Regions from separate parts of the Sus scrofa genome. Here region 1 is linked to region 2. The links are chromatin contacts, called in public HiChIP or PLAC-seq maps. All regions are on one chromosome and are shown on one strand. The core of a region is the stretch at or near the end of the contact, and the rest is flanking DNA. Distances in the headings are between cores, read along the strand shown. Region 1 holds the start of MILR1 (allergin-1). Region 2 holds the start of POLG2 (DNA polymerase subunit gamma-2, mitochondrial).

The links. HiChIP or PLAC-seq counts read pairs in DNA pulled down with a chosen protein or histone mark.
Region 1: an H3K27ac HiChIP or PLAC-seq map of alveolar macrophages shows a contact between it and region 2. The contact joins the promoter of MILR1 here to the promoter of POLG2 in region 2. A contact is called at or near these places in 2 of 47 Hi-C or Micro-C datasets (embryonic fibroblasts and epiblast stem cells) and 1 of 2 datasets of contacts at active chromatin or transcription factors (alveolar macrophages).

What each region holds. Positions count from the first base shown.
Region 1 is chr12:14,635,959-14,640,509 of Sscrofa11.1, reverse strand. MILR1 (allergin-1) reads left to right here and starts at 2,564. Exons shown (of 9, transcript XM_021066766.1): 1 at 2,564-3,900. The coding sequence starts at 3,813.
Region 2 is chr12:14,578,881-14,583,693 of Sscrofa11.1, reverse strand. POLG2 (DNA polymerase subunit gamma-2, mitochondrial) reads right to left here and starts at 1,619. Exons shown (of 9, transcript XM_021066763.1): 1 at 859-1,619; 2 at 599-856. The coding sequence starts at 1,150. DDX5 (probable ATP-dependent RNA helicase DDX5) reads right to left here. Exons shown (of 14, transcript XM_021066761.1): 14 at 2,954-4,813. The coding sequence ends at 4,651.

The sequences.
Region 1 (4,551 bases), core at 1,315-3,814, 56 kb before region 2:
ATGAAAGAAAAAAAGAAAATGGTAGGACTTACTATAACAAAACGAAATAAAGTTTCAATTTGAAGAGAAAAATATAATATTTTATTATTTACTTATTTATTTTGGCCACATCCAGGAATATGGAAGTTCCCAGGCCATGGATCAAATCCAAGCCACTGCTGCAATCTACACTACGGCTGTAGCAACACCAGATCCTTTAACCCACTGTGCTTGCCATGGATCAAACCCACACCTCAGCAGTGCCCAAGTCACTCTGATTGGATTCTTAACCCAATGTGCCATGGCAGGAACTCCCCAGGATAATACATATATATATTTTTTGTCTTTTTTGACTTTTCTAGGCCGCTCCCTCGGCATATTTACATTCCCAGGCTAGGGATCTAATCAGAGCTGTAGCCACTGGCCTACACCAGAGCCACAGCAACGTGGGATCCGAGCCTCATCTGCAACCTACACCACAGCTCATGGCAATGCTGGATCCTCAACCCACCAAGCAAGGCCAGGGATCGAACCCGCAACCTCATGGTTTCTAGTTGGATTCGTTAACCACTGCGCCATGATGGGAACTCCGCCCAGGATAATATTTTAAAATAAATTATTATAAAAAATATATTGTTGTTTGCGGGCAAAAGTGAAAATAAATGAATTCTAAAATCATTTAAGTTTATAGAATCCTGAGACTTTACCAAATGGTATTTGTAAAGTTCTTTGAAAGGATATGATTTAGAAACATATAATAGATAATAGAATGGGAGTTCCCGGGCTAGGGGTCGAATCAGAGCTATAGCTGCCGGCCTACACCACAGCAACGTGGGATCTGAGCCGCATCTTCAATCTACACCACAGCTCACAGCAATGCTGATCCCTAACACAGTGATGTCGAGGCCAGGGATTGAACCTGCGTTCTCACGGATTCTAGTCAGGATTGTTAACCACTGAACCACGAAGGAACTCCCATGGCTGGAACATTTAAAAATTTTATCATTGTTATTGTTCATCGGAGTTGAGGATTTAACACCAGGAACAACTGAAGTGAAGAGAAATACACAATTTATTGAGATTACACATTACCCAATGGCCACCAGTTTGAAGGAATTCGTTGGAAAAGTTCAAGGCGGTCGGCATGTCAAATCATCCCCAAAAGTGGACAGGGCTCACTTTTGGGGATAATGTTGCAACCATTTCTGAACATCAACAAAATTTTAGAAATTATGATAATAATTTTATCAGTGATTTGCTCAAAAATTTATATCACCTGAATAGTTTTATAATATAGCTTAGTTTATTTAGAGATAAAGCAGGAGTGGTGAAATATATTTTAAAATATTGGATCCGTGGAGTTCCCATTGTGGCGCAGTGATTAACGAATCCACTAGGAACCATGAGGTTGCGGGTTAGATCCCTGCCCTTGCTCAGTGGGCTAAGGATCCGGCGTGGCTGTGAGCTGTGGTGTAGGTTGCAGACACGGCTCGGATCCTGTGTTGCTGTGGCTCTGGGTAGGCTGGCAGCTATAGCTCTGGTTAGACCCCTAGCCTGGGAACCTCCATATGCCGAGGGAGCGGCCCAGAAATGGCATAAAGACAAAAAATAATAATAATAAAAAAATAAAATATTGGATCCGTGTGTTGTGTATTTCTCTCCTGGTTGTAAAATATTTTTAATAATACCTCTGCACACCTCATAGAGGTTCTGTAAGGAGTGTGAAGCTCTTAGACAACAGAAAGCCTAACTTTACTGTTTGACTATTTAGTGTTATCAAGTTTATCAATATGGCAAATTGCTGTGGACCATGACAAGGTGCATCTGTCTTGATCTGGGCCCCAAGGAACGTGCCTGGTCCGTGGATGAACTTTTTCTTTTTCCATTTGATTTGTTGTGTAGCCTCTGACATATCACGATCCTTTTCCCAGGGCCTCACTAAGGCAATGCTAGCAACGTTTACAGCAGCTCTAAGCAGCACTTCCCCTGGTTTCCTTTGTTGTCTTTGTGTCCAAGCTGCGGTTTGCAAGCTTCCTGCCCCAGCTGAAAGTTCTACTCACAGCAATGCCCCAGACGTGTCAGCGTTTCTGGAGAACCCAGATCTCTCCCATGCTCAGGCCAGGATGGATGGACAATGGAGGGAAAAGTCAAGAAGGAAACCTCTGATTCCCTTTAGCAGAAATTCTGGCATTGTGGGTCATCCTATCAGAGAGTAAATCTGTGGGGTTCTTTCTCTCCCTCTTCTTTAGTGAAAGAAACCGCCACCAATATCACAGTATCAAAGCATCGAGTGCCGTCTTTGTTAGAAGGCTGGGTGCTTGAGAAGTGACTTTTATTTATTTATTTATTTATTATTTATTTATTTTGCCTTTTTAGGGCCACAAATGAGGCATATGGAGGTTTCCAGGCTAGGGGTCTAATCGGAGCTGTAGCCGCCGGCCTAAGCCAGAACCACAGCAAGCCCAGACCGAGCTGCGTCTGCGACCTACATACACCACAGCTCACGGCAACACAGGATTCTTAACCCACTGAGTGAGGCCAGGAATCAAAGCTGCAACCTCATGGATTCGTTAACCACTGAGCCACAACGGGAACTCCCAGAAGTGACTTTTCAGGTCAGAAGGAAATAAAAGCCTTTTATGAACTGAAAGCTAAATAAGATGAATTGCTTCCAGACAGTGAAGGCCAGACAAAGAGGAAATGGGGGTGACGGCAGCAGGCCCGGGCTCTGCTCAGACCCCCAGGGGTGGCCAGATGTGGGACCGGAAATGACTGACCACCACAGGAGGGACCTGGGGAGCCCGAGCAAGAAGCACCTGGAGTGAGTTCTTATGGAGGTTGGATGATGTCCTAGAGGAACTTGTACCTGGGCAGGGAGGGCCCTGTCTTCCCCACAGAGAGGGCGCCTGTCCATGGGAATGTGTGAGACCTACAGGACCAACCCTGGGTGGCAACAAGAATCAGTAACACAAGTGGCCCAGCTCAGTTACACCTCCTGCCACTTGGGAACCTCTCACCACTTCCCACTTCAGGCTGGCAACAGCAAAGTGTGTGGCTTTGTTACTGCATGCACTTTGCAGAGTCAGGAGAATTCTGGATTGGGTAGTGGTGAATCACAAGTCACTGTGGGTTGTAATTTAGAGACTCTGAGACCACTGGGGCCCTTGTGAAAATTCAGAGTCCCAGGTTTCACCCCCAGTAAGCTTGGAGCAGGGCCTAGGAACCAGCAATGAACACAATCAGGCATTTCTGCTGCCACGTTTCTTTCTTTCTTTCTTTCTTTTTGGTCTTTTTAGGGCTGCACCCACGGCCTATGGAGGTTCCCAGGCTAGGAGTCAAATAAGACCTGTAGCCACAGGCTTATGCCACAGCCATGTTTCCATGTGTCTCTGTAGAGTCAATATTGCTTCCCAAGACTAAACCGCACTTCTGCTAATTCCTTTAGACATAGGCTGAATCCAGAAAGAGATGAGCAGGTGGGTTTACATAAAGACAACACTTTTTCTTTTCCCACTGTCCAACTTCCCAGCCAGCCTGAACTACAGGCAACCTGCCATATCTCTGCTTACAAGAACTCTCAGGGTCACACCAACCAGTCTTCTGTGTCAGGCTTTGTTCATGCAACTCTGACTTCTCTAACTTGGTCAAAAAGGAGGAAGTTCTCTAAGTGATTTACCACCCGGGTTCCACCAAGCCTCCCTCGTCCTCCTCTTGATTTCATTCAGGAGAATGTGGAGCCATCTGAACAAACTATTCTTTGGGGGCATTTTGCCTTCTGTCGCATTTAAGGCGTCCTTACCATTCTGAAGCTTGAACCTCCAAATCGAAACACCATGTGGAAAAAGAGTCTTCTCATGTTCCTTTTCTCTCTTCCAGTTCAAAAGGCTGCACTGGATTGTGAGAGGATGAGAAAAACAAATGGTAAGTTTCACTTACTTTACTCTTCTACTAAAGCTGTCTTCACCGAAGCAATGAGATGGTCAGCTTTAAGCATGACCATTCATGAATGGGTTTTTCTATGCTTTTTGATGAACAACCAAAGAGGTAAGTCTTTTCCATTACCTACTGCTCAAAACGAGGTGATTTTAGGGAGGGAGTTGAAGGATCTTTCCTGAGACTCAGAGACAAAATATTGAGACTGCTTTTTACAATGAAATGGTTCCTTCTCTGCTGTTTTCTTTTTTTCCTTTTTCTTTTTGCGTCTTTTTTGGGCCGCTCCCGCGGCACATGGAGGTTCCCAGGCTGGGGGTCCAATCGGAGCTATAGCTGCTGGCCTATGCACAGAAATGTCAGATCCCAGCCGTGTCTGTGACCTACACCACAGCTCAGGGCAACGCCGGGTCTGTAGCCCACCTAGCAAGGCCAGGGATCAAACCTGCGTCCTCTTGGATGCTAGGCAGATTTGTTTCTGCTGAGCCACGACAGGAACTCCTATGCTGTTTTCGTAATTAGAAAATAAAAAAACAATCATTGTAAAATAATTCAATCAACACTAACAATATATACTGGGAGGCATATTATCTCATAGAGTTAGCCTGTTGTGGTCCTAACCCTGGTTCTACCGTTTTCCAG
Region 2 (4,813 bases), core at 370-2,869:
ACGCCGGATCCTTAACCCACTGAGCAAGGCCAGGGATCAAACCTGCAACCTCATGGTTCCTCGTCAGATTCGTTAACCACGGAGCCACGACGGGAACTCCAATTTCGTCCTATTATTATATTTCCAACTCAAAAATCACCTGAAGGGCTCTTCGAACTAGACTATTGCTCAGTTTTCACTAAGAAAAACTGGGGGAGGGCATTTTCCTGTTGCTCTAGAAAAATGAGCACTTGATTAGTCTATTGTATGTAAAATTCAAAACTGTGGAAGTATTTATAAACATTTTAGAAACAATGAGCCTATGATTAATACACATGATTTAATCTCCTAATTCTAGGGCTGCTCAAGTGAACTCCAAAATTCTAGGTTGCCCTATGAAACAGCTTTACTAGATCCTAGGGCCAGATTCTTCAAGGAACAATAACGATCCCATGAACTAATTTTCTCCAGGCAGCAGTTGAAACCCAACTATTTCAAGATGAGAACCAGATAACTTCCTTTCCACGTGCATAAAGAGCCAGGTGCAATTCGTTTTAATCGAGTGAGATTGCTTTTCCACCCCAACATCTATTTTGAAGCATGAAACCGTGGAGCATACCGTGAAGAAGGTTCTCTCGTAGATTCCCAGAAGTTTTTAATAAGTTCTCAAGAAATGCTACTAGCTGTTCCTTACTCAGCTCTTTGTCTTGCAAGATTTCTCGTAGCGTTTCTGCAGAAACTAACCTGAAGGCACTGTCCCCAGGCAGCGAAGGCCCCGGTTCATGGTGGAGGGCGTCTACCGGGAAGACCTGCTCCCTGAACACCACCACCGAAGACCACCATTCTGCCGCCAGGTTCTTCCGCAACTCTATGCCCAAGGGCCAAAGCCGGGGTGGCACCCGCTGAGAAGAGAATCTCGGCTAAGCTTCCGCTTGGTGCCACTGAGAAAACGCCTTTTCTGACAGATCTCTATCAGCACCTCGCTCCCCTCATCACTAGACTCAGGAGCTTCTCTCCGCTCGCTACCGTGGGGCTCCGCAAGCCCTACGAGGGAACCGGAGCCGTTTTCTCTCAAGTACTCCGGCTGCCCCCCATCTACTCGAGTCCCAAACCCAGAAAAAAAGCACCTGCAGACTCTCTGGCAGGCCCTGCCGGCTGCACCGGAGCGCATAGTCCCCGGGAGTTAAACTTAGACCAAACCCACACACAACTATCAAGCTCCCGGAGGCGAACTGCGCAGTTGCGACGGAAGTGAGCGTGCATACGGCTAGCCCCACCCACGGAAGTGCGTCACTGTTTCTTCCGGCTGGAACCCCCTTACCGGCCTCTCCCGCTTGCAAAGGCAAATGTGGGACCCTCGGTTCTTCTCACTTCCGTCAGGCCTAGTTCGCCCTAATTTGTTGCTCTTTTTATATGTCCTCATCAACACCAATAAAGATCTTTCCATCTACTTTTCATTCTCCTGCTGTCGCCTCTATTGAGTCAGCCTTACTTTCCTTTTTGTTCAATCAGTACTTTGTATGTTGCATATTCACATTTGAATACCCCTTTTTGGAGTTCCCTTTGTGGCCAGCAGTTAACAAACCCAGCTAGGATCCATGAGGAGGCAGGTTCCATTCCTGGCCTCGCTCAGTGGGTTAAGGATCCACGCGTAGCTGTGAGCTGTGGTGTCGGCCTGCAGTTACAGCTCTGATTTGATCCCTGGCCTGGGAACTTCCATATGCCCCGGCTGCAGCCCTTAAAAAAAGCCAAGGAGTTCCCATGTGGCTCAGTGGTTAACGAATCTATGAACCATAAGGTTGCGGGTTCGATCCCTGGTCTCTCAATGGGTTAAGGATCCAGCGTTGCTGTGAGCTGGGATGTAGGTCGCAGACTCGGATCCTGAAGTGCTGTGGCTGTGGTGTAGGCTGGTGGCTACAGTTCCAATTGGACCCCTAGCCTGGGAACCTCCATGTGCCACAGCAGCAGACCCAGAAAAAGCAAAAAGCCAAAACAAAAACAAAAAAAACAAAACACCAGCCAAGGAAATGCCCCTTATTAACCTTGTATTCACAAAAATTAAGTGGTCATAGTCCTTGCAGTTCCCTCGTTGCTCAGTGGTTAAGGACTTGGCCATCACCTCTGCTGTAGCTAGTCAATCCCTGGTCCAGGAATCTCTGCATGCAGCTAGCATTAGCTGGAAAACCCAAAATGTTGGCCTTTTATTGTAATTCTAGGCCTTCCTTGCGTTTCTAGGCAAAAAGGCTGGGGCTATCCTGCCTTCCCCCATACTTCTCTCCTTTGAGTGTGCATGGGGAAAGGGGCACACACCACCTTCACACATTGTTCAAAGGGCAGCCCTTGTTACGCAGCACCTACCTCACCTGTGAAGGTTAAACAACTGTTGGAAAGGCCCAGCAATATTTTAAACCTAGTTAATATGGACGAACACTTAGAACAAAGCACTTGTGTACAGGTAAGTTGTTCCACCAAGACTCTTCTAAAACAAAACATGAGACAAACTCATAAAAAACCTTCTTAAAACAGAGTGGCAGGAGTACCTGGCCAGCTTGATGACTTTTCATTTTTACAGACCTTAGGAAAACTGCCAATAGTGGAGATGTGGTACAAGTCAGCTAGAGGAAAATAGCTGATTCCAGACCCCGTAATTTCTATTTCCAGCTTTCCTTAACCTTGAAAGGTTAACCCAGGTGAAAGAGACTACTGTATTCCACTACGTACAGCAGCTTAGCAATTGAGTAAACACGCAACAGTCAAAATTCTTCATCATGAGCAAGGCGAAGGACAGGTTCAGGAAATCATTCCATACAAGAATGTGTATGAAGTTTTTCATATTAAAAAAACAAACTAGAAACAATATTGCCCCAAAGCAATTATAGTAATTAACTGTGGAGCTGGGTAACAAGGTGTTTTCCACACCCAGGAAAACACACCAGGGAAGAGGCCTATACGCAAATAAATAAAAGAGAGAACAGGGAGAAAAATCACATTTATTAGGTTAAGACAACCACAGGCTGGACACAACACACATGCTAAAAAGTGGACTGTCTTTTAAAACTTCAAAGGTAAATAGGTAAATGTTTTCCACAGTCCCACAGTCATTTCAGTAAATGTTTACAAATTAAAAGGCCCACGTTAGACATTAAACAGTAAAATATGTAATAAATACTCCAACCTATCCCAAAAGCTTCTTATAAGTTAAAAGTCATAATGAATTTGACTAATCATGCTATTGAAAACTGTTCAATTACTAGAGGCTGAATCAGTTTTCAATGTATTAGTCCTAAAAATGCCACTCCTTACCCTGCCCCAGGAAAATTCCCATTTTACACTTTAGAGATAAGGCATTAACACCAATTAAAGTCTCACTTTAATCATCAGGATTTAAATGAAATCTCAAGGAAGACCTCTCCTCTCCTTGCAAAAAAACCTAAGTGCCAGACTCTCTGGGAAGACATTCAGGCCTACTTCTAGCCATCACTGAAATTAAGTGTTAGAAAGGTTGGTGAGCCAAAGTTAAATCTAAAACTACCTGCTGAATCTTTCTAGCAATAAACCCATGATGACCCTCACGAAAGGACCTGGATTACAGTCACTGTGCTTTTTGGTTATGTGGCTTCCTCTAGGTTAACCATTAATTAAATCTTGAGGATTTTTTGGTGTATGTTTATTTAAACATGAACAGACCTTACAGTTTGAAGTCCTCTAAAGTTCCCTGAATTACTGGACATTCACTACTCAGTTAGGAGTCCCAGGAAACCTGTGAAGACTAGCATCTCTATTACTACCTGACAGCAGTCAGCACCAAGACTACTGAAAACAAACAAATTCAAACTTACTTTTTGGCCAACCACCCTAAAAGGTATAGCCTTTCAGCTTTGTTCAGTATTTGTTATTTCTAATATAGCTATCAGCACAAATATATAGTCTCTTAAAAAAAAAGGTATTTGGAGATTTTTGAATTATAAATTTTGCAGTATGAACAAAATCATCCACATTCTCACACTAAACTGCCAGAGGGTAGGGCTATATAGTTACATTATTTCCTATGTTGCAGTACCTCATTTTACCATTCTGCCAACAAATAAACCATTATTAAATGACTCACCTGATGTTGGAGGGTACTGGCAAAGCCTTTACAATTTAGTCTAGAATTGTTAACCTAAATCAATCTAATTTTAATCTTTTGCTATAGGAATAGATAACTGTAAGAAAGGCCTTCTGATCTCCCCACTCCCCAAAACTACATCATGGAAAGGAGCAGTAAATTTAGTTCTTACGATTAAAAAAAAAAAAAACAAAACACACCTTCTAAGCCAAGTTTTACATGACATTATATATGTAAAATAAAGTACCATTTCCACTTATTTCAGTCTTCAAATATTTTTTATTGGAAGGCCATGCATTGCCTTCATTTATTGTATTTCAAATCACTGTACATTTACTTTTGTGAAAACACTGCCTGCATTTTCTAGTACAAAAAAAACCTAAAAATTGTTTCAGGAATGTAGAGAAATATCCAACTTAAATAGCGAAAAAGTGCACCATAATTACTGCTGCACTGCAGTCATTTCTGCATTTCCCATGTTTCTTAAATAACTATCTTGTCTGATAACACACAATATAAAGAGCAATTATGAAAAACAGACATTTACATATACTTCTAAAGTCTTATTGAGAATATCCTGTTGGCATCGGATAACCAATCATAGGTGCAGCTGCAGTAGCAGGATATGCATATGCCTGTTGGTTCATACCATTGTGCATATTTGGAACATTACTTCCATATTGCTGAGTGCTATCATAACCATTCTGGTAAGTCCCTGTTGGATTA